2 separate regions of the Sus scrofa genome follow, and region 2 is linked to region 1. The links are chromatin contacts, called in public HiChIP or PLAC-seq maps. All regions are on one chromosome and are shown on one strand. Each heading gives the region's core, a stretch centred on a gene start, on an enhancer-like site or on the middle of the called end of the contact. The rest is flanking DNA. Distances are from core to core; before and after follow the strand shown.

Evidence for each region. HiChIP or PLAC-seq counts read pairs in DNA pulled down with a chosen protein or histone mark.
Region 2: an H3K27ac HiChIP or PLAC-seq map of alveolar macrophages shows a contact between it and region 1. The contact joins two enhancer-like sites. A contact is called at or near these places in 2 of 47 Hi-C or Micro-C datasets (liver and skeletal muscle) and 1 of 2 datasets of contacts at active chromatin or transcription factors (alveolar macrophages).

Annotation. Positions count from the first base shown.
Region 1 is chr14:90,883,598-90,886,567 of Sscrofa11.1, reverse strand. The region is part of intron 3 of ALOX5 (arachidonate 5-lipoxygenase); the gene reads left to right. Among named protein-coding and RNA genes, the nearest start is that of ALOX5, 22 kb to the left of the region's middle. Within about 2 kb of position 1,392, at least 7 of the 83 cell types and tissues checked have an H3K27ac peak or open chromatin away from gene starts, as enhancers often do. A contact at or near this core is called in alveolar macrophages, where this site is marked.
Region 2 is chr14:91,103,899-91,106,868 of Sscrofa11.1, reverse strand. It overlaps RASSF4 (Ras association (RalGDS/AF-6) domain family member 4), which reads left to right. Exons shown (of 11, transcript NM_001243337.1): 10 at 480-577; 11 at 1,841-2,970. The coding sequence ends at 1,901. Among named protein-coding and RNA genes, the nearest start is that of ZNF22, 8.5 kb to the right of the region's middle. Within about 2 kb of position 1,403, at least 11 of the 83 cell types and tissues checked have an H3K27ac peak or open chromatin away from gene starts, as enhancers often do. A contact at or near this core is called in alveolar macrophages, where this site is marked.

The DNA of each region.
Region 1 (2,970 bases), core at 143-2,642:
AGGGGTCCAATCAGAGCTGTAGCCACCGGCCTACACCAGAGCCACAGCAACGCGGGACCCGAGCCGCGTCTGCGACCTACACCACAGCTCACAGCAACGCCGGATCGTTAACCCACTGAGCAAGGGCAGGGACCGAACCCGCAACCTCATGGTTCCTAGTCGGATTCGTTAACCACTGCGCCACGACGGGAACTCCCTTATTGATGTTTTAGACCTTTGTGCTTGATGCAGTGCCCAAGGCATTGTCAAGAGCTCTGCACCGCCCCCTCCCATCCTAAAGGTTGGTGTTCATATGCCCCTTTCTCGACTTTCCTACCCCACTTCAGCCACCCGTGGCAAAGTCCCTCCAGTGAGCACTCTCTGTGCTGCTGGCCTTGGAAGGACGGAGTCCTAGATTGTGGTAATGTTAAACAGATTTCAGAGAATCAGGCTAGTTTGTTTCCTGTTAAGAGAGTGGACAGCGAGTCCTATCAGTTCCACTAATTCAGACTAAGACCTTAATGGCTGATAAATTAAATCAGCTCTGCAGGCATGTTGCCTTAACCCAGTATTTTCCAAAGTGTGCCCTGGATCATTGGTCCCAAAACTTTCTCTCCATAGTGAAGTTTGGGAAACTATATTGCATCCCCCCACTTAGAGGTTCCCAATGCACATAAACACTAAAGATTCGGAGAAGTTCTGGGGTAATGGACCCTGGTTTAAAAAAAAAAAAAAGGTTTTAATCCAGTGTTTCCCAAAAGAGCTTGACTCTTAAAGTCCTGCAGAACGAATGCTGTGTGCAGCCTTATCTGGGAAATACCCCTCCCCCAGAGAGAGGTTGGTTCAGTGGTGTGTTTGTTCTACAGAGATGGGACTTTCAGCAGGGTTTAAGGAGATGGGGCAGGGGGTTTTCTGGTGAGATAAATCTAATTGCCATCTTTTCTTCCTCCTACTCATCTGTCCTTTTCAGACCTCTTCCTTTGCTTCCGTTCAGGAAACACTGAACTTGTCACGTCTGCATATTCTTCTAGTTCCTCTTTCACATGGACTCTCAGGCTTCCAGATCACAGCTTGGAAGTCAAGTCACAACTAAGAATAGTTTCCCGTATGTCAGAAGTTGACAAGCCCAGCTGGCTCTCACCACACAACCAGCCAGGGAAGGAGAAGGAGACCCTCACACAGATTGTAACCCAGTGCTCATGTCCGCTCACTGCGACTGCATATTCCTGTGTGGCGGGCACACACACACACACATGATATATGGTGTGATGGATTTTCATCTACATCATTTAATCTAATCATCCTTTGACTTGCTTTTTTCACTTGTTCTGTTTCGAAGAACAACCGGTTGACACAGATAAGTGTTGACCATTCATTGTAGCTTCTGTACAGCGCACTGTCGTGTGACCAACCGCTGTGCCCTCCCACTGCCCCCTGGTGGACGTGTGGGCTGTCTTTACTTTCTGTCCATTACAACTGCCCGGCTGAGAGCCTCCTTACACGGCTGGTCTCCTGGTGCTCCTGTGAAAGAGGTACACTGGGAACATCCCGAGAGTAGACATGCACGTTTGCAGACCACATGTTAAGTTTTCTAAATATCGCCGATTGTTTTCGAAAGGGGTCCTGCCAAGTTTCACCGTAGAGCCATTCCTGAGTGGTTCTCTCCCCACACCATGGACCCACTTCACTCCTTGAGACATCTTCATTCCTGTTAATCTCATGTGTGTGCGTCATCTCACTGTTTCCCTCGCCCTTAAGTTGCCACATAGTTCTCACTTTGCATGAAGGTACCAGAGCTTATTCAGCCATTCTCCTATTGATGGACATTCAGCTTGTTTCCCATTTGTATATTGGGAACATATTTATATTGGGAAATACATTTTGGTGTATTTGGTTTTGGTATTAAAAACAGTGCTGCGATATTCACAATAGCCAGGACATGGAAACAACCCAAATGTCCATCGACAGATGACTGGATTCGGAAGAGTGGTATATATACACAATGGAATACTACTCAGCCATAAAAAAGAATGACATCATGCCATTTGCAGCAACATGGATGGAACTAGAGAATCTCATCCTGAGTGAAATGAGCCAGAAAGACAAAGACAAATACCATATGATATCACTTATAACTGGAATCTAATATCCAGCACAAATGAACATCTCCTCAGAAAAGAAAATCATGGACTTAGAGAAGAGACTTGTGGTTGCCTGATGGGAGGGGGAGGGAGTGGGAGGGATCGGGAGCTTGGGCTTATCAGACACAACCTAGAATAGATTTACAAGGAGATCCTGCTGAATAGCATTGAGAACTATGTCTAGATATTCATGTTGCAACAGAAGAAAGGGTGGGGGAAAAAACTGTAACTGCAATGTATACATCTAAGGATAACCTGACCCCCTTGCTGCACAGTGGGAAAATAAAAAAAAAAAAAAAACAGTGCTGCGAGAAACAACTCTGTACAAACATCTTGATTACTCGTGCTTTAATTACTATCAGATTAATTTCCAGAACTCAAAGTCCTGGATCAACTAAGCATTTTTCATTTTAAGAAATACCGACAAAATTCCCTTCCCAAAATTTTATAGCAATTTTCAATCCTACCAATGGTATATGAAAATATCCTGTTACCCATACCTTCTCCAATATCTGATGACATTGATCTCGTAAATACCTGGCAGTCCAGGAGTTCCCATCGTGGTGCAAGGGAAACGAATCCGACTAGGAACCATGAGGTTACAGGTTCAAAATCTGGCTCACTCAGTGGGTTAAGGATCTGGTGTTGCCATGAGCTGTGGTGTAGGTCGCAGGGGCGGTTCAGATCTGGCGTTGCTGTGGCTGTGGTGTAGGCCGGCAGCTGTAGCTCCCATTCGACCCCTAGCCTGAGAACCTCCAGATGCCGCAAGTGCGGCCTAAAAAGCCAAAAAAGAAAAGAAATACTGACAAAATTCCCTTCCCAAAATTTTATAGCAATTTTCAATCCCACT
Region 2 (2,970 bases), core at 154-2,653, 220 kb before region 1:
CTGATGGAAGGGACCCGGTGGATGTCTGTCTCTGGACAGCCTGAGCCCTGGCTGGGCGATGAGTGCATTTCCAAATTCCCCTGGAAGAAAAGGCCTCTAGGGTGTGGACCTCAAGGAGCAGGCCATGACCCTGTATCCCTGGGGCCATTCACAGACCAGTGTAGTTTCATTCCATTGTTAGAAACAATAGCATTCCCACCATCTCCACCCCTGCCCCAGAGAACACCCAGTGTGACCAGCTCACTATTGAATGCTTTTCCTAAAATTCAGCTTAATCTTTCCTCCCAGGGAGCGTAGCTCCCTTTGAGGTAAGAATGGACCCATCCTCAGAGCAGTGTTGGGGGTGGGAGGAGAGAGAGGCAACCGTTTCCTTGGATCTGAGACCTTGCTGAATCGGCCGCCATGGAAGCCACGAGGCAAAGGATACACATTTTAGGCTTCTAATTTAAAGCACGTTGAAATGTTCTTGGATTTTCTAGGTCGCTCAGTACATTAAGTTTGAAATGCCGGTGCTGGACAGTTTTGTTGAAAAATTAAAAGAAGAGGAGGAAAGAGAAATAATCAAACTGACCATGAAGTAAGCAGCACTGAAAGAGCCAGTTGTGGGTCTGAATGTCAGGGCGAGTCCATAGGGCAGGGCACCCCGGGGCTGGGAGAGCCCCCTCTTCCAGGTGGGCCAGGTGCCCTTGCACAGCTCAGGGAGGCCTGCTAACCCTGGCTCCCTAGCACCACCCCCTGACCCCTTGCTCCATACTGACACTGGGGCGACAGCCTGTTCAAGTGACGGGATGCAACCCAGACCACCCATCTAGCCTCAGCAACCTCACCAGCAAGGGATGGGCATAGGTTGCTGAAAACCAGGCAGGGGAGTCAGGCAGGAGCACGGGTGGGACCTGAACCAGGGTTGTGTGTTCGGCTGGTGACACTGTTTTGGAGGAACAACCAAAGAGGGGGCCTGCTTGGCACATACGTTTGGCCTGATCTGGGCCTTTCACACTAGCGAGAATTAGTTATGAGAACTACCTACACCAGCTGAGGTTTTCAGGTGCAGGGGACCAGTTCAATGGAAAGGTGAGCAGGTGTCACCTGCTGGCTCCTGGGGAGCCAGGGCCCAGCTGTGTGAGGTTAACCAGATTGCACATCCAGATAATCTGTCTCTCCCTCTGCAGATATCAGGGTCCCTCTTAGGAAGGGAAGGAGAGAGGCCTCTCACTGTGAGGGCCTGTGGTCGGGGGACTGGTTCACATTCTGGCTTCTGGCTGCAGGATTCTTAGAAAGCCACAGGCCCCCCAGGCTTCTGTCTGGGCAGTCAAGCCCCCTTCCGGCAGTCAACGGAGACCTCGATCAGAGGAAACAGTCCATGTGCAGTCAGCAGCATCACTGTAGCTGGAAAGATCCTGGGCGTCACCTGATCAGTCTATTCAGAGTACAGAGAGGAAATAGTGGCCCAAGATGAGCAAGGAGGCCACATCACATGATTGCAGAGCTAGGGCTTAAATACAGGCTTCCTGATCCCTGTGCTGCCATCCTGACTTCTCCAGCATACCCCTGTCCACTCCGGCATGGCCCTGTTCATACTGGAGAATCTTTGGAATAGAAATGGTGGCATTCTGCTTTGAAGCTTAACAGAGTCTGCTGCTGACTGTTCCTCAAAGCCAGTGGGCCTGCCAGATATGGGCCTGCCTCTTCCCTATCCTTGGCAGGGGAGAGATGGTGGCTGCTAATCAGCCAGTCAGGAGCAGTGGGTCCAGGGCCAGCATCTGTGTGCTCCCTTGCTCTGTTCCCCGCTCCCTGTCCCTGCCAGCTATCAGTGAGTCCTCTTGTCTGTGTCTTCCTCCAGGTTCCAAGCCCTGCGTCTGACCATGCTCCAGCGCCTGGAGCAGCTGGTAGAAGCCAAGTAGCCCACCAGCGCCAGCCTCTCCCAGGAGCCAGTGCACCCTAAGTGCTGATGGCTGGGCCCTGATTGGTCACACCAGCTGAGGAGCGCAGCACCAGTGCTTCTACCTGTCCACCTGCCTGGGTACTGTGGGGCCCATGTTCCTGGCTCTTGGCCCCAAGGTGAACACTCACAGGGCCCAGACTCAAGCCTGAGGAGCCAGGAACTTGCTGGGTGGGGTCTGCATGTGAGACTACCCTGAGCTGTGAGCAGCCCTGAAGCTGTGACATGGGCCATTATGTAGTTGGATGGCCTGGCCAGTCCTGTTCACGCCACACCTCTCCTGTTTAGGAGAACAGAATGTGACATAGCTTCTGGGGATGGAGCTTCTGGGCACCATCTACTTTCTCAGTGCCCAGCCCAGGGCTTCTGAAGAACTGCCAGCCCTAATCCTCACCAAGCATGTGAACCACTGGACCCCTGTTTGCCCTCACCTCATGCTGCCACTCAGAAACTCTGCTGGGAAAAGAGAGGGCTGCCAGCAGGTGTGGTGTGCAATGCTCCCAACCATCACTTCACCAGGAATACCTGGCCCTCAAGCCTCCAGTGTCACTCCATGAGCCTCACATAGCCCAGCACCCTGGAGGCAGAGGTCAGACCAGGAATAAGGCCACCAGAAGCCCATCTTCTGTCTGCAGCACTCACTCAGAACTTCCTCAGCTAGACCTGAAGAAATTCTTGTGAGGAGCTAGCTGCAAGAAATGTGACAATTTGAACACATGGAGGAGGTGACTCCTATGGCACTGAAAGGCTGCTGCCCAGGTAGCTGAGAGTCCAGGAACTGTCCAGGAACTCTTGGGCAGTGGCTTGGGGAAGCCATGTTCGGCCCCATCGCTGATCTCCCTTAGACACCTGTGTGCCTCTTGTCCTCTCTGAGTGTGAATTGTCCCCTCTCAATACTCCCATCAAAGAGGTGCCTCAAGGAAAAATGTCTGTTCAAGGAGAAAGGGCTTTGAAATCCCTGGGGCCAGATACTGAACAATTTGGCTTTGCCAGCTGATGGAGAATTTCTGGAATGAATGATTTGGTCTTTG